Regions from separate parts of the Mus musculus genome. Here all the other regions are linked to region 1. Evidence: chromatin contacts called from public Micro-C and promoter capture Hi-C data. All regions are on one chromosome and are shown on one strand. Each heading gives the region's core, a stretch centred on a gene start, on an enhancer-like site or on the middle of the called end of the contact. The rest is flanking DNA. Distances are from core to core; before and after follow the strand shown. Region 1 holds the start of Lhfpl2 (lipoma HMGIC fusion partner-like 2). Region 2 holds the start of Scamp1 (secretory carrier membrane protein 1). Region 3 overlaps Arsb (arylsulfatase B). Region 4 overlaps Arsb (arylsulfatase B).

What was found. Promoter capture Hi-C pulls out the DNA fragments that hold promoters and counts their contacts. Hi-C and Micro-C count contacts between places; a contact is called where the count stands out from the background.
Region 2: a contact with region 1 is called in a Micro-C map of embryonic stem cells, with 2.6 times the contacts expected there. The contact joins the promoter of Scamp1 here to the promoter of Lhfpl2 in region 1. A contact is called at or near these places in 13 of 39 promoter capture datasets (the 3T3-L1 cell line, cranial neural crest, embryonic stem cells and 8 more), 1 of 15 datasets of contacts at CTCF or cohesin (the NIH/3T3 cell line), 5 of 484 Hi-C or Micro-C datasets (embryonic fibroblasts and embryonic stem cells), 4 of 115 datasets of contacts at active chromatin or transcription factors (craniofacial prominence, embryonic forebrain, extraembryonic endoderm stem cells and 1 more) and 1 of 9 other capture datasets (adipose tissue).
Region 3: a Micro-C map of brown adipocytes shows a contact between it and region 1, with 5 times the contacts expected there. The contact joins the enhancer-like site here to the promoter of Lhfpl2 in region 1. A contact is called at or near these places in 12 of 39 promoter capture datasets (the 3T3-L1 cell line, 3T3-L1-derived adipocytes, the HPC-7 cell line and 7 more), 12 of 484 Hi-C or Micro-C datasets (the N1E-115 cell line, beige adipocytes, bone marrow-derived macrophages and 8 more), 11 of 115 datasets of contacts at active chromatin or transcription factors (bone marrow-derived macrophages, craniofacial prominence, embryonic limb bud and 5 more) and 4 of 9 other capture datasets (adipose tissue, embryonic stem cells, liver and 1 more).
Region 4: a contact with region 1 is called in a promoter capture Hi-C map of liver. The contact joins the enhancer-like site here to the promoter of Lhfpl2 in region 1. A contact is called at or near these places in 11 of 39 promoter capture datasets (3T3-L1-derived adipocytes, the C10 cell line, the HPC-7 cell line and 8 more), 2 of 15 datasets of contacts at CTCF or cohesin (embryonic stem cells and pro-B cells), 18 of 484 Hi-C or Micro-C datasets (the AtT-20 cell line, ECoMG myeloid progenitors, the HL-1 cell line and 11 more), 15 of 115 datasets of contacts at active chromatin or transcription factors (the NIH/3T3 cell line, bone marrow-derived dendritic cells, bone marrow-derived macrophages and 9 more) and 1 of 9 other capture datasets (embryonic stem cells).

Annotation. Positions count from the first base shown.
Region 1 is chr13:94,056,090-94,060,118 of GRCm38.p6, forward strand. It overlaps Lhfpl2 (lipoma HMGIC fusion partner-like 2), which reads left to right and starts at 1,707. Exons shown (of 4, transcript NM_172589.2): 1 at 1,707-1,817.
Region 2 is chr13:94,282,523-94,286,860 of GRCm38.p6, forward strand. It overlaps Scamp1 (secretory carrier membrane protein 1), which reads right to left and starts at 2,759. Exons shown (of 9, transcript NM_029153.1): 1 at 2,698-2,759. The coding sequence starts at 2,754.
Region 3 is chr13:93,909,646-93,913,786 of GRCm38.p6, forward strand. All of the region lies in intron 6 of Arsb (arylsulfatase B), which reads left to right. Among named protein-coding and RNA genes, the nearest start is that of Mir5624, 120 kb to the left of the region's middle. Within about 2 kb of position 1,541, at least 48 of the 459 cell types and tissues checked have an H3K27ac peak or open chromatin away from gene starts, as enhancers often do. A contact at or near this core is called in 3T3-L1-derived adipocytes, the N1E-115 cell line, adipose tissue and 5 more, where this site is marked.
Region 4 is chr13:93,811,309-93,815,645 of GRCm38.p6, forward strand. The region is part of intron 4 of Arsb (arylsulfatase B); the gene reads left to right. Among named protein-coding and RNA genes, the nearest start is that of Mir5624, 23 kb to the left of the region's middle. Within about 2 kb of position 2,978, at least 29 of the 459 cell types and tissues checked have an H3K27ac peak or open chromatin away from gene starts, as enhancers often do. A contact at or near this core is called in liver and memory CD8 T cells, where this site is marked.

The DNA of each region.
Region 1 (4,029 bases), core at 457-2,956:
TGTGTTCTTTGATTGGTTCAGTCGTGAGCTATAACCCAGGAGAGTTCATAGGAAGAGGGTACAAGGCAAAGGTTTCTGTTTCTAAAATTTGTTTTGGCTTTCTTCTCAATTCATTGATCTCAAACAATTCTCCCATAATTACCTCCATCTTTTTATAAAGGTAAAGTCTTGTATTCACTGTAATATTTATTAGGAATTTAGTACAGTTTATAAACTCTGTTAGTATGTTCTTTTGAATGGTTGCTGTTTTTAATTCTCCGATTGCAATGCTATGTAGATTTTTAAGTTTATTCTTAACCTCATAAGCCCTCTTGTAATTTCTAGCACGTGATTTTGCCAAATAGAGAGAGCACTTAACACTCTTGTAGAATGTGTTTCGGGAAAGCTTTTTTTTTTTTTTTTTTCCCAGTAGGATTCAACCGTGGGAGAGTCCTGGGAACAGCATCAGCAGCTTCAGCGTGGATACAGGCATGGGTCCTTCTAGGACCCCATCTGGATGAGGACCAGCATGGTGATGCATTTGTGTTTGCAGCTATTGTTAATTGGTGATAGGTACCCTTTGCATGTGAAGAATCCCAACCGATTTAATTTGTATGTTTTCTCCACAGACCAGCAGTTGCGGATGACTTATGCTATCTACAATCCTGCTGTGGGATATGGTTTTCAATAGTGGAGTTGCAAAGAAATCAAGAATTTGTTTTGTTTTTTTAATTTTCCTGGCAAAATGCCTCAGATACCCTCTCACCCAGGAAGTGGTGTTCTAGAGCCATTAAGCTTGTAAGGCCGTGCAGATAGGTGCCGTGCCCACGGGTTTCAAAAGCAGGAGGGGGCCATTGAAACTGACAAACCCAAATGGATTTGGAAATAGTGGGTCAAGTGCAAAGACTTCAAGAGCAAAGAGCACATGCAAGCTGCTAGGGAAGGCCGGGAGGGAGGGGTGGGGGGGGTGGGTGTGCTTCGGTGGATAGACAAGTGTCTGAGAGTTTGGAGGCTGAAGCAAATTTGACAGGGGGTGGGGGTTGGAGACAAAGGAAGGTGATCTTAGCTGGGTTCTGTCCTAACACAATGAATTCAGACAATTCAGCCCCTGGCTATTTGACTCTGTCCTTTGCTCTGGCCCTGGGGGCGGTGGTGAGAGGAGTTGGTGGGTCTCCTCTCTGGATCCCTTTCCCGCTGGCTAAACCGCCTTTGATATCTGTGGTATCTATTGGAAAGTGTATCTTCAGTGCCTGGGGGATGTGTCTGGACCCAAGCATCCAAGCTCTGTGAAAGTTTGCAGTTTCCCGAAGTAGAAATCAGGACCTGTAAACTTGTGCCTCCAGCCTCTGCTTTAAAAGCACCGCAGACCACTCTCCACCCTGCGGTTTTCCTGGGCCACGGACCGACTTTCTTCCCGCCCGCCCCGCCGGCTCTGGTCCACGATAGGCACTGGGACAGCGTGAGGAGAGAACCCCGCAGGGCTCCGGGACCCCTTCTCAGGGATCGCGCGCGTCGCCCACACTCTCCCGGGCCCTGTAGGACCCTCCCCCCCGGAGGCCGGGCTTCGCCGACCCCTCCCCGAGCGGCGGCCGGAGGCGGGGATGCTGAGTGGCAGCGGCCGGCCTGGGCTGCGAGGTTCGGCCGCCTCCTCCCGCTGCGCCCGCCCCTCGGCCTCCGCCCCGGCGCCGCCGACCCTCGTCTGCTCCCGCCCTCGCCCCTGCGGGTCCGCCGGGGCCAGATCGAGGCTGCAGCGAGGAGGCGGCACAGAGAGCCCGGCTGGGGAAGGCTGCACGCGCCCGGGCCAGAGCGGGGCGTTAGGAGCCGGCTGCCCCGGCCAGGTAGGTGCTGCGCGGGGAGCCCGGGAGGGGGCCGGTCCCCGACAGTGCACGGGGGCGCGGAGGGACGGGCGGCGGGTGCCGGGGCAGGAAGGATCCGCTGCAGCGCCGGCCCGCCGCAGACGTGGAAGAAGTTGAGCCTGGAAGCGCTTTTTCCCGGGGAGCTGTAGTGGTCCCCTCCAGCCCCGGTCCGTACCGCGTGGGTCTCACCGGCCACAGACCTCAGCTGCATCTCAGACCTGGGCTGCATTTTTTGTGGCCAGTGCAGAGGGGTGAGGGCTGGCGAGGAGGTGGGCGGGGAGTTGGGGAACACCACATCTGGGGTGGATGAAGGACTCAGAGAGATGGGTTTGAATGCAGTCCCTACCCCCACCCGGCCGCACTTCTCTCTCAGTCTATTCGCGGTCGCGTGCTCTCTGAACTGAGAAAAGCAAAAAGAGTTTCTTCAAGTCGGCTCAACTTTTCTGTTAATTCAGGAGGTTCGGGAGTTTGTATGGAAGTAAGGGCAAAAGACTCTCATCCTCGCACCCTACCTCACTCCTGCCCGGGCAGTTTCCTGTACTCTGTGCCATGATTGTTTTTGTGCTTGTAGATTACAGCTGGTGACCTATATGGAAAAGTGGAACCACTGCCGGCGAGTGTGTGTTGGAGCCACAGGGCGGCAAGGTGTGGGGGGCTAAGTCAGAGTTCCTTCGAAGGGACTTTAATTCTCTGAACACTCTTCCTGTCCAGCTCAAAGAGAGGATGGGATAAGGAATAATTTATCTTGCTCTTTCTGATGCTCTTCTAATCATTTTTTTTAAAAACTCCCTTTCAAATTAAGAGATAGAGAACACGCATGCGATGGTTAAATATTTTAAAGACAGGGAAGATGAACATCTCTCTCTGCAATCAGGCTAATAGGGCTAGCCTGTGTTGGAACATCTGATTCTGATGAAATATTTGAAAGGTTTAAAGCAATACCAGACGATGTCATTAAAAAAAAATAGAGTGACCTGCAGTAGGTCATACAGAGCAGTGTGGCCTGTGGTCTGTGACAGCATTTTATAGCGGGAGGTGGAGCACTGTAAGCTTAAAGAGAAGAGGGTGGGAAAGGGGGCTGCTCATTTGTCTTGAACCAGTCTAGTTAGGAAGAGTGATTACACTGCAAATGAACATTTGTGAATATAATTTGAGTCATGATACATGAACCAGCCATTTGTCTGAAGGAAAAAAAGGATCTTTGTAGATGAGAGCAAAGCAGTGCCTTATGGGGGAAAAATAAGCATACCGTTTATCCATGTGCGCAACTCAGAATTGACAGCACCTGCTAACAACAGAGGCATGGGCTTAGAGATTTGGCTGCAAGCAAGGTTGAACAAGGCAGGGAGAAAAGTCTACAGCAGGAGATAGTTACAAAAGAATGGATAGAAAACTTCAGGTGTGTGTGTGTACACACACACTGCAAAAAAAAAAAAAAGTCTTCATTTTCTATATATCTTTACTGCAAAGAATTGCCAACACAGGAGGATTAAAATGTAGGAGAGTCCTGGGGCTGGAGAGATGACTCAGTGGTTAAGAGCACTTGCTGAGGTCCCATGACCCAAATCAGACAGCTCCCAACTGGATCAGTGCCTCTGGCTTCCACAGGCGTTTGCACTGTGGACATACCCAGGTGCAAGCACACAACTAGACATAATTAAAAATAAATCTTAAAAAGCTTTTCAGGAGACTCAGATTTAGTCTGTTGGGTCCCCATTGTGTGAAGCCTATGTGAATGTTAGCAAGCTCCGTTCTAGCTCTCCGCTGCGGTCTCTGTGTCTACCTAGTGGGGGCTGGAACTGTGGCTCTGGTGTTATGAGCTCTTGTTGCTCTCTCATGAGGACTGGGGTTCTAAGCCCAGCATCCATCTCAGATGGCTCACAAATGCCTAGGACTCCAGCTCTGAGGGATCCCATGCTCTCTTCTGGCCTTCTCAGGCACTTGTGCATGCATGTGTGCCTACACTTAGTCACACACACAAATAATAAAATTAAATCTCGGAGGTTGCTCTGCAGTCGATAGTGCTTACTACTCTTCTGGGGAGACTGGAGTTTGCCACCACCTGCCTGCAACTCAGGCTCTTTGGGATCAGATGCCCTCTTCTGGCCTCGTCTGGCACTGCACTCACATTCAGGAACTCATACACTGAACAAGTGTACACAAAATTAAAAATAAAATTAATAATAAAATATTT
Region 2 (4,338 bases), core at 1,509-4,008, 230 kb after region 1:
GGCAGGCCTACAACTCACTACATTAACCATGCTGGCTTCAAACTTGGTAATCCTCCTGCCTCCACATCCGGAGTGCTGGGATTAGGCATGCATTTCTATGCACATCCCTTTTCTGGCTTTAAAGTCACATTTTAACAATTCAAAAACAATGTTGTTTTTTTTAAATAAATTTCACAAAATTTAATATTGTTTTGAATTACCATAGATTTTTTAGTTCTTTCAACTTCCTCATGCATAATAAAAGACCCTGAAATGTCATAAAGCCATTCACTGGGCCTACCACAGTCACTGGGGTAAAACAGGTGCTCAAAGAAGACACAGGAACTGAAGGCAGCAAAGCAATAAAATCAAGTAAGCCTTAGATCATCTTAGGAGATTCAATTCTGAATGATTTTCAGGGCTCAAATAAAGATGCTTACAAAAGTTTCCTAACACAACAGTGCCGGGTGAAAACAACATCCCAGAGGCCTGAGGTGTGCTGACGAAGGCCGCTAATCCAATGATCAGGAGTTCAAGGCCAGCTTTTGTTACAAGAGTCTCAAAAAACAAATACACAAACCAACACCAAGGAGGAATGAACTATGGAGCATGGATAACAAAATGTCAACACCAAGATTTAAAAAGAAAATCGACCAGAAAGTAACAGTAAGAGTCCTGGGAACTTTGTAAACAAGGGCATGAAAAAGAAATAGTATTTCAAAAGTCACTTCTACCCAAAATGAAGCAGAAGGAAAACAACCTCCTGTAGATATAAAGGTTCCTTTGAGAGACAGAAGGGTAACTAGTTACAAATGCAAAGATAAAGCCAGGGACACTGTCTGTGGTGTGACAGTCACTACAAGTGGAGAACCACGGTACAAATACTCAGCCAAACCTCCTTAGACACAAATTATCCAGACTTTAGAACATTCTATGGACTTGGATAATCACTGTCCTGAATGCATCTCCTTACAGAAACAGAAAATGTTAATCATTTTCTTCCATGATTAATACTTAAAACCTATATGTGTTTAGAATTATCACAGCAACCTTATGCCCAGCAGAAACGGGAGGTGTCATGGTAAGATCACATATTACAAAATATCAATTTGTGATAAGAAGCTAGGATCTTGCCCTAACAAGAGACTAATATGAAAGGAACTGTGAACTGGATGTCCAGATATAAAACCAACAGCCTTGTGGTTAGATGCTTAAAAACAGCATCACTGAATTATCTAAGTTAGGAGAGACTAATGGGCTCTTAATGTTTCATCTCTAATTATTTTTAAATGACACTCACTTGACAAATTATGAAATGTTTCTTTTGGATATCCATAATATCAGAATAATCCAATTTTCACTACATGGAAGTGAGTCCAATAGTAAATGAAACAAAAACTTCAGGGGGTTGAGGGAGCATGGACCGCCCTTTAAAGTGTACCTGAGCCTTTTATCTGCAATTACAGAGTTTGGCAGGCTGAGGTAGAAGGAAAGAAAGTTCCAAAGCCAGGTACACTACCTAGTGAGACCCTGTCTCAAAACAACAATGAAAACCAAAACAAAAAAGCAAATGAATAGATCGGGAGGACCAGGTGTTGAAAGTTACAGTCAACTCAACCATAACAGCTTTCTCTGTAGTTTTGCAAAATGAGTCCAGCTGTCAGGTATAAGGGGGATAACTTCATTAAAAGAATCCTTCATGAAGACATGAGGTTAAAACCATCAGAACAGGGGTGCCTTTTGCTTCAATATTGCAGGTAAGCCACAAAAGGACTAAAAAGAGGTAAACCCAACAGGCCAGAAGCAGCACTTGGGTGCCCACAAATTAGTTCCTACTTCACCTTTGAGACTACAAATTAAAGTTTGAGCTGCACACAGTCAGAGCAATTAAGAAAGAACTAACCAAGCCAACAGTTGGAAGAAATTGCCTTGCTATGCCTCACAGTCTTTAAGAAAACCAAAGTACTTTTCAAGGCAAAGTTCTCGGACGCGGCATTAAATTTTAGAGCAGATGCCTAACATTTAAATGGCCTGCCTAGGCATTTATTTCTATGCCAAGCCCTTCTGAGGCTTGGGATCCGATCAGGTCCACTCCATGAAGGAAAGAGCTCACTCACGTGAGGAACGGAATCCTCAAACAGCTCGGATCCCCGGTGACGCACTCCCAGCTTGGAAAATGGCCCAGGGTCCACCTCCCTAACAGCAGCTAGGTGGGGAGATGCCCGTGTGCACTATTGTTTCCAGATGTTTATTTATTTTTAACTTCTGTTTGATGCCCGTTCCCCTAAACTGGGCCCGGTGGGGAAGGGGGCCTCTGGCAGCGCCACTGGTGGCTCTGGGAGCAACCGAGTTTTGATAATAAAAAACACCCCTTTATCCTTTTATCGCAGCGTCCGTGTATCCGCGCCTCTCTCCCGCACACCTTGGCCGTCACCGGCACGCAGCGCCGGTGCCAGGTCCCCATGACAACCCCAGCCCGGGCGCCCCGGCCTCCCGGCCCCCGCCCCGCGGCCCGCCGTGCCGACCGGACTAGTGGCGGCCACACATGCCCCGCTCCGCTCCGGACCCGGCTCCCGGTCCGGCCGGTCCGCGGCCCGGTGCGAGCCTCCTGGCTGGTGGCGCGGCCAGTGGTGACGCTGCGTCCCGAGACCCTCCCGACAGGGCCTCCACGGCCACCGCGACGCCCAACGCGGGCCAGGGCCGCGGCCGGGCGCTCACCTTGAACGGGTTGTTGAGATCCGGATCCGCAAACGGGTTGCTGTCAAAATCCGACATTGCCCCGGCACTGCGCGTCACCCACCCGAGCCCGGCGCCGAGACACAGACGAGGCGAGGCCGCCGCCCCCCTGCGCGCTCACGTCGCCGCCGCCGCCGCACAGATCCGGGTGCAGCTCGCGGGCCACCGAGCCGGCCGTGCCACTGAGCATGCCCGGTGCGGCGGAGGCCCGCGGCGCCCAGCCATCCGGCCGTCCCTTCCCGCCTGGATCTGCGCTCCGGGCTCTGCCTCCGACCGAAGGGCGAGCGCAGGCGGAGGGCAGGTTCCAAGCCCCGGGCCGTGGACCCACCTAGTGCGGCTTGGGGAAGGGGTGGTGGCCTGTGTAGGGGAGGACGGTGCGCGCAGGTCCCACGTGGCAGGTGGGGGAGACAAGACTTGGAGAGCGAGTAGCTGAGGTGCGAAAACATCCGCCGCAGACACCAAAGATTCCAGACCCCAGAGAGGATAGGAACCCTAAAGCAACTTAAAACATCGCTGCCCGACACACCCCAACCTGGGAAACCCAGCCGGTCCTCCGATCCCAGGTTACTGCGAAGTCACGGAAAGCGGCTTCGCGCTGAGGATCCGGAGTTGCTCCAAGAAAAGGCAACATTCACTGCGGGGAGGGGGGGGGGGCAGCCTCTGTCTCCCATCCTCCCTCCCCACTCATAAATAATGGGGGGTGGGGGCACGTGGGACGGCCGAGTAGGTGGCAGAGTCTATCGACCCAGACCCTCAAGTTACTGATAATGGAAGAGAAATTGTTGACGTTTATTTTCAGGCATTTGGATGCAGAATACACACCTCCTAATATTTGCCTTTTTTCTTCCAAGTGCCGGGAATGATTATTGAAAACTACAGTAAATGACATATCAGTCATTGCACCACCCGGAACTTGTTGAGAGGACATGGCTTTCTCAACTCTATCCTTCCTTCCACTTTTAACAGAAGGGCACTTGGGTGAACCCAGAATTATTTTTATTTGGCAGGGACCTAAGAACTGGAAAAACCCAGATTTAATTATCCATAGCTTTTTGAGGGCCTTGCGCTAGGCAAAGTCACCTAGGCAATAATAACTTTCCCCAATGTGAAAGCGCACCCACCCACCCACGCACAACGTGCTGTAGTCTGGTAGAATCCAGGTTGGGATGACAAAGCAGCTGCTTCTAAGGCAGCCAACTAATTAGGAAGTAGGCATCCAACAGTGATCACCACAAGGTGGAAAGAATCTAAGATTGGGGGCTCTGCTCCCAGATCCTCGGCAGCTGCCTGTACCTGGTTCTGACTCAGGGTTCAGCACCTGTTGAAATCCAAGCTCAACTACAAAAGTTACTTTGTGCTCCTGTGCTAACCTCTCTGAGTGTTAGAGGCTAAAGAATAAGTATGAAAAACTGCGTAAAACGTGCCCCGCATGTCTTTAAATCCAGGTAAATATTGGCTGAACGTGTGCAAACAGCGAGGGTACCTACCCTGCCCCTTGTTCTGTGGGTTGTCTCATCTCTCCTGAACCTGACCTTATCCAGCTGATTCCCATTGTTTGGGCTCTCAATCCTTCCAAGGATCCCCCAGATGACTCAAGTATTCAGACTATTATACTTAACTTCT
Region 3 (4,141 bases), core at 291-2,790, 150 kb before region 1:
GTTTCCATGGTGACCTGCCTATGGATCACATGTGTAGGTGTCCGTGGCATGGTCTTTCCTCATAAGCATACACCAGGATGTGACTCTTTATACTTGCTTGAACAGTCAAATGGATGTGAATATACATCTTTGACAGAGCATGTGGCAAAAACTTGGAATAGTGAACCCAGTCTGGGGTCAGTCATTTGGCAGAGAGGCTCTGACACCATGGATGGGTAATGGGTTTTGATCTGCACTAATATTTTGCCTTTTTCCAATATTAAGTTTCTGCTTTCAATGTTTTTAGGGATAAAATGTGGTCAGAATTCTGTGCTCATTGCTTCATAGAATATATAGTTCCTGAGGTCCTCTGTAATTCTGATGTTGATACACCCCTAGGAGAATTGGCATGTCCCATTCGCACATCTGGTTTGCTTTAGGCAAGGGAACTTTCTCGTGCCAGAATGGCTTTTGGTGGATATAGGAAATCTGCTTTATGTTGAGCCTCTGCAACTCACAGATGCAAATGTTTAAAAACACGGCCATTTCTTCATCTGAAACGTCCCCAGTCACTACTTTCGTCCAAAAAAAAAAAGAAAAGAAAGAAAGAAAAGAAAAGAAAACCCACAAAAGAAACCCAAAACCCTTACAGTGTTATAAATTCATTGTACACAATCCATATCCACTCATCTCATGGCTCATATCAGAGCGGACTTAACTGTTTGGTGGCATCCTAGGGTGCATGCCCATGTCCTGGTCTGCTCTGCTAGGTTATGTCCTCTTGGTGGAATGTATTATTATTCTCCTCCATGGGGAAGGACCTCAGACACATCGCCATCTGCTTGGGAAGATGATGCAGCCCCGTTAACCCTGAGGTGGTGCTATGTGGTGGATGATATGTGGTGACAGGCCTCTTGCCCTCCACCTGCCTCCAAAAGCAAGAAGCCCCTCCAAACTGCTGTGCCTGCAGCGTCAACCTTTTTTTTTCTCCAAATTTGAAATTTAACCTAATGCTTTAGGTCCTGTATTTTCTATGAGAAACCTAACTTTTCCTGTATTGCTAATTGTTATATTGGATTATTTTAAAAGAAAACAGAAAAAAATTTTATGTAGGAAAAAGTTTAACTATGTTAACAGCACTAGGTCAAAGATTCAAGACCTTTGAGAGCTTGGAAGAAGGAATCACCCCCAGTCATGTTGTAATACAACTGAACACAGGGCTTTGTGGCTGAAGTAGCTACCCCTTCACCCCCAACCCCCACATTCAACTCACATATTCCCTGGTGGCTCTAACTGTTTGCAAAAGGAAGGCCTTGCATTATAGTCTCTTAAAATGCATACAAAATAAAAACTTAAAAGCCATTCGGTGAGAATTAGAGGTTCATGGCTGAAGGTACAGCCTTGAACGAGAACTGGGTAGTTCTCTCGTGTCCCCAGAAAATGAGCTCACATGGCAAAAACAGACAAAGTCTACCCCCTGCCAAACTCCATGTCAGCAGAAATCTGGTCTGCTTTCCCAAATGGAATGTGGATTTCCAAACTCGAGACGATCTCTTTCCAAAGCAAATGAGAAACAAATACGTCCTGGGCACTGGCTCTGCTTTCCATCCAGGGCACAGATTTCCCACTGGGTTGTTCCTGTCTGCCATTTCCCAACCAGCACGTGGTCCTGGGACTTAATAGAGTCAAAAAGCCCGTGCTGGATGTAGATAAAATCTCTCTCACTCTGACTTGCCTTACTGCTCTGATTCACAGCACAGCAGCCTCAGTGTCTGTCCCGTGAAAACAAATGACCAAGGTTTTGTGGAAAAGACTAGATCTGGGTCCTGCTGACATAGTCAGTGCACCAGCCTCTGCCCACACCAACAGCCTCTGAGTCCTGTCTGTTGCCAGCAGTCCTAAGGCCAGCCAAGATGGGGGGGTGGGGGGGGGAGAGAACATGTAACCTGAGAAGTGTATCAGTGGGTAGTGGGGCCGTGGCAGGCCTGCAGGCAAGGGAAGTCCTGTCCCCCCTGGACTTATAGCTGGGACACTGATCACTGCAGGACCTGGAGTGAGATGGCAAGTATGGACAGGTGTCCCAAGTCACACAGTTGAGGCTCCATTCTAGTGTTAGGCCAGGCCCTGACTCTAGCAACCTCAGGCAACCTCAGCATGACAGGTACCTTTCCGAGCTCCCCGTGAAAGGTGGGAACTAGTTAAAAGGCAGCCACCTCATGCCTCCACCTCTGACCAGGCCTGGCCTTTCCCCCATGTTTGTCACGATGCCTATGGAAAACCCTTCAGTGAGCCCTTGATGCTGATCCAAGGCAAAGCGAACACCAGGCCATACTGCAGAGCCTCTGCACAGGCTGGGTTCTGCTTAGCACTGTCCCCTTGCCCTCCCTGAGCCATGCACCCTTGGTTTCAGCTAGCCTTCATGCTGATCTTTGGCCCCTACTGTATTTTTCTGCATCTCTGTGTGGTAAAACTGTGGTAAAAGCCCATTTCAGATGGGCTCTCCATGTTGGGCCTTCCTGCCCATCACCACTCTACCTTTCTTGGTAGAATTAAATACTGATTTTACCTCAGCATTTTTGATGCATTTAGCTCATCACTATAGGGTTATTTGTCCCCAGAGACCTGGAGGCCTGTTCATACCTCTTGGTGTTTCTCACAGCCCACTCCTGGGCACGTAGCTTATCCGTCACAAGCATCTGTTTTTACAGTTCATACCAAGATGGAAGCCTTTGATTCATTATCATTTTGGCTCTGATTAATTGAGGAAATAAAAGCAGGGCCTGTGGGACATCCAGTTGACATTTATTGGTAACTTCTCCACCCATTACAGGCCCAGCAAAAAAAGTCATCCTAGTTCCTTGAAGCATAGCATAGAGGCCCATTCTGAGGCAGGAAGATCCACTGTACTGAGAGCTCACAATGAAATTGATCCCCTGGGGCCTTCAAAAGTATTTGGCTTTTGGAAGCGCCTGTGGCTCCAGAGGTCAGTGGGCTGCTTTGATGGAAGTTCCCTGTTCCAGAGGTATAAATGCAATGCAGATTGGATCTCACTCCACCCAGTACAGGATGCCCCTGCCAGCACACTGGGCCCTGCCTAAGACTTGCCTCCTCATGAGGTCACAGACTTCATCAGAAAAGTGCCCGGGGGCCTGGGGAGATGGCTCAGTCTATATTTGCCCATGTAAACGTGAGGACTTGGGCCCAAATCTCTAGCACTCACGTAAAAGTTAGGTCTTACAGGATGGTCTATGGTCCCTGAGCTGATAAAGTGGAAATGCGTAGATCCCTGGAGCTCACTGGCTAGCCTATTCAGCTAAAGAGGTGAACTGCAGGTACAGTGAGAGACTGGGATAAAACCAAAACTATAACTGAAGTCAATTAAAACAACGGCAACAAGACCAACAATATTGACCTCTGCCTATGTACATACACACATTTATCTCTTCTCTCTCTCTCTCTCTCTCTCTCTCTCTCTCTCTCTCTCTCTCTCTGTCATACACACACACACACACACAGATAGAAATTTGTGAAGAGTCAGACTTTCAAACACCAACTGAATGTGTAAGAGCTACCAGAGACATGTCTACTCATCTTTGCATATTAACTCAATTTTAATGTGACAATCATACTGGATTATAAGTGTGCTTGTTTTAAAATTCTTTGTCTTTTAGACACGTGCTGAAACAGTTACAGAGGAAATGATGTTTGACAGTGGGTTTGAAATAATATAGAAAGGAGAGACTGAGAAGTCAAGAGGAAACATAGCCACAGGCTGGTGATTGCTAGAGCTGAGTTTGGGATAATACTTAGTTTTTCATGATGTCTGATATTTTTCATAACAAGGTGATTTTAGCAGAAAGGCTACTTTGTTCCTGGGCTCTCCTGTCTGAGATTTTCTCTTACTGTGTCTCTTTGCTTTGTCCAAGTTTGCTCATGAGGACCCTTAGTAGGAGAGGCCAAATTACTGGCTTCCATTGAAAGAACTTTCCTTAAGTTCTGTCAAATAGGTTTGAAAGTCTTTGAAATTTGGTTCCTTCCTCCTTCACATGGGGGTAAAGGACAGTACGGAGATCTAGACAGAAGACTAGAACTCTGAACTGTGGGCTGAAATGTCCCCTTTGAGCGATGGCTTTTAACCTGTGGGTCATGACCCCTTTGGGGG
Region 4 (4,337 bases), core at 1,728-4,227, 240 kb before region 1:
GAGGTGTCTCCTGCCCTGAGACTCTGATGGCTTAGCAGGTGCTAAGGTCTTGGGTCGCCTTTGCTCTGTTGGGGGCAGTTGGATTATGACTGTGTGCTTGTATAATGTTCCCAATTTGATTTAGTGGAGTTTTTGTTAGGATTTTTACATCAGTCCACAAGTGAGAGTGGAGCTGGTTTCCTTTATACCGGCAGGCTCTGTTGTCTTGGTTAAATTCATGTGGTAAAATAATTAGGATGTTTTCCATGTCTCGTTCTATGGTTTGAGTTAGTAGGCGATCCTTAGAACTTTCTTTGAGGGCATTTTAAAAGTTATCTCCAGAGTTTAAGTCTTCTCCTTACTCATGTCTGGATGTGAGGCGTCCGGTGTTGTAAACATGGATGAAGCCTGAGATCCGGTGACTCCTGTGATTGCACCGCCACGGGATTCTTCTTTCCCGTAAGATTTCTGTGTCTGCCCGCGTTTCAGCTCATTGCCTTTATTCTGTTTGACTTATGGGAAAACCAGACCTTAACAGGATGACTTGCTAATTTAGCCTCTTTTCTTATCTTATTTCTTTCTGGCTTTCTGTCCTTTCCCCCGGTCCCCCCACCCCACCCCCCACTCCTCTGCGCCACCAGCTGACAGACAGTCTTGCCATTTTGATCAGCCCTTCAGTGACCGGGTGGAGGTGATTGTGACTGTATCTTTAGCATCTCTGCAGTCCGCTTTCCTTGGCCTCGGTGCCCTCCTCACTGAATTTCACGGTAGACAGGATTTTCACTGTTACAGCTTGACTGCATGCCCAGCCCCCCTCTATTCATTTCCTCCACTTGCTTATGGTGTAAATGGGACAACTTGAGGTTATCCTGTGAGCTGGTTCCCAGTCCCCATTTTATCAAAGAAGGAACCCAAACTTCAAGAAGCTACAAGGTTAGCCTCATGTCAGACACACAAGAGAGTCAGAATTCAAACTCGGATCTCCTGGAGTCAATATCTAACTGCTAATCAGTTGTCCTCTTCAGCTCATCTCGTGGTCTTTCATCTCTCCTTAGCTTCCTCAGCATCTGTTCCCAAAGCCAGCCTTCCCCCAAATCTTTTAAAGGAGAATTCTAGAATCTTTGTTTTTATGTCAAATCATTGCCAGCTGTCTATTCTTTCTCTGAATGTGAGTGATATGGGGGTCTAGAAAGACTACACAGCACGTGTGGCCAATTCTATCCCACATCTGTGTCTTGTCTTGTGGTCAGGTGATGCACACAGCTTACTGAGTTACCAGGACTGGAGTGAAGTGTGTTCCACCTTGCAGAAGCCATTTGACCAAGTTCATTTCCTTCTCTTGTGGCCACCAGTTCTTCTGCCAACCAAAAGCACCTTGAGTGTAGTGACCTGGCTCTACCCAGCTCTGCCCCGTTAACGTTTTACTTTTGCATATGGCCCAGGAGACGAGACCTCTTAGCTATGTATAGAAGGGTAAAGAGGTAATGACTCTTTGGTTGTGCACAAAATTATCACTCCCAGGTTTTCTCTTGCCTCAGTTCAGGTAGGTGGAGAAGCTGCTGTCCAGAGACCAAGGAGTGTGTGGGTCAGCCCTGTTGGCCTTAAAAGTTGGGGAACAGTTTCAAGATTCTAGCATTCTCTCACTGTCTTCCCAGTGTCATGTCCTGAGCTATGATGTGATTCCAGCCTTCTCTGTTTGTTTTTAGCTAGATATTGGCTAAAGGAAGACGTGCTAGGAGGATAAGATGGTCACTAGATGACACACACCCTCCCCCCCACACACATTACAGCTCATCTTTTTAGCTGCTAAACTCCAGGAGTCTGTACAAAATTCAGTTCCAAGTAAGGCTACTCAAAAGTGACGCCCTTTTCTGGTTTCTGTGGGCACTGTACTCACATGGTGTAGTCACATGCAGGCAAAAATCCATATTCATAAGGTAAAAATAAACAATTTTTTTCTTAAAGTTAAGGCTACAAGCTTGAATTTAAACATTGTGTTCTTCATGCCACACTGATATAAATTACCATTGGCTGATTCACGTCATCCTGGTATGAATTTAGTTTGTTTGTTTGTTTTCTGTGCTGGGGTGAAATCAGGAGTTTCACACATGGTGTAGCCAGCTTACCGCTTGGCTACAGCCCCACCTTATCCATCCTTTCTGCAATATGGGATGGATTTTACTGTAAGCAAATATTGCTTGTCTCATTACACGTGGACCATTGTGTTCTTTATATAGCAGTGACCCTTTTGTCCTTCTTTGATAGCATGTGATCAGAGTTTGGGTCCTCCTATTCCTAGGGATATTGATAGCTTGATAGCGTGCAGTCTGCAGTGCTTGGGCAATCTTGACAGAGATTGGGGAGCATTTGCAGAGAGCTGTCAAAGGGTGCAGCCTGTGACGTGCTCTGGCACACATGTAGTCTGTGAGGCAGTAGGTTCGCAGGCTGTGGGTTCATAGTGCACTCGGGTTGTAGACCTGAGGAATTTGGAATGTGTGGGGTGGGCCTGGGCCGTTCTGACTTTACAGTGAAGTTGCCATTCACTGAGGGGCTCTGAGGTGCTCGGGTCTGCGCTTACATGGTGGAGAAAGTTCTTATCCATGATGTCAGTGGCACCTTAAACACCAGAACCTGTCCATTTTTTTTATGCAGGATTCCCTTCAGGATGGGTAGCTGACAGTAGCATAGAGTGCTGTTCCATAGCTTTAAGTATGCTGTACAGTTGGCAGATTTATAAAATAGCATAGGACTCTTGCTAAGAACAAGCCGTCTGCCTGCTAGCCAGCTCTAGACCTGTAAGTGAATGTCTCACAAAACTGAGAACTGTTAACTGAATAAACCAGGTCACACTGCACACCACTGCTCACCTTGCTGTGACATATGCATCCAACACATGTCTGACAAAGAGAGAATATCAGTGAGTAAGTGGGTTGGACCTGTGAGACCGGAGTGACCTGTCCTTGAGCCAGCTATTGATCCATGCTATCTCTTGAGATGTTGCGTATTAGTGTCTGCACAAAGAGCGTGTTGGGTCACTTGAAACTTTTACTCATAAGGGGTGTTCACTTACTGATGACTACACTGAGGGAAAATGATAGCCAATGTACTTTAAGGGCTCTAGACCAGTCTTGCTTTTAGTGTCTCTGTGACAACCCACTGAATCCTCGATCTGTTTCTACGGAAAGGACGCCTCTCAACTCTTACGTTTATAGATTGCCAGTGTTTTATTATATTACTTAATAGGTGCAAGAATATCACATCGTTGATATTTTGAATTTTTGATTTGTGTAACATGAGATAATGAACATTCTCACACTTCTGTGGGCAGATAGTACCGTGGCCTTTTTGAGTTCATTATTAATGGAAGAGGGTATTGAACTGGGCACATTTATTGACTAAATTGCAGGAAGCTTTCTAATTGTTTCGAGTTATTTTCTCCGCTCCCTTTGTGTTTCATTTTAAAGGTCACAGTTATGATGGCTCTGTTTCTGACTAGTCCCACAACTTCCTGTGGCTTCAGCTCCCTCTGAGGCCAGAGGGGTCTTCGGTTGCACAAGCTTCACAGGAAGTTGAGTGAGGATGAAGGTAGATTATAGAGAGTGGAATGAGAACCTAGAAAGCGCAGGTGTACAAAGTAAAGCCACGGCGCATGCGCCACGCCGTGCCGTTCACGGTTGTCTGGTCTGTTCACATCTGTGTGTCCTCCAGTAACAGCCTCAGCAAGTGTTTCCAGAGGTTACTCCTATCAATCAGGCTAATCGATAACATATAACTGTCCACTCTGCAAAGCAGTGTTACTTGGACAATGTGTTGCTTGGACAAGGTAGTCTTGTCCAAACATGACTGCAAGGATGAGCTGATAACAAGATTCTACTTCGGAGGAACCAAGTAAAGTTAGGAACTAGTTCAGAAAGGTTCTGGTGAACCGCAGCTCGGAGGAACCCTTGAGATGAGTGCGAGCGGCAGCTGCTGTGAGAGTAACCAGCAGTTGTTGGGGTGCCGCCTTCTTTCTGCCAGTCAGGGCCCCAGCCCGTGGGTGGTGTCGCCTCTGTTCAGAGTGTCCTCCCTCCTTGGTTAGAAGGACACTGGTCAACACTACTCAGAGGCGTGATTCTGAATCCGTGTCAGGTGGAGAATGGAAACTGTGTCCCTTGTCAGCTCCATCAATCATGTCCCTTTAAATTATAACATTGTGTCCCTGTCCTCTGAAAGAGTCACGTGCTGACCCCTGATTTACACATAAAAAAGTTTCAAGTTCTGCCTCCAAGAGCTTAAGACAAGCCATCCAACCAACCTGCTAGTAGTATATGACTTTTTTTTTTATTAGAAAAAGTATTTGCTTTTATTAGTGTTTATAA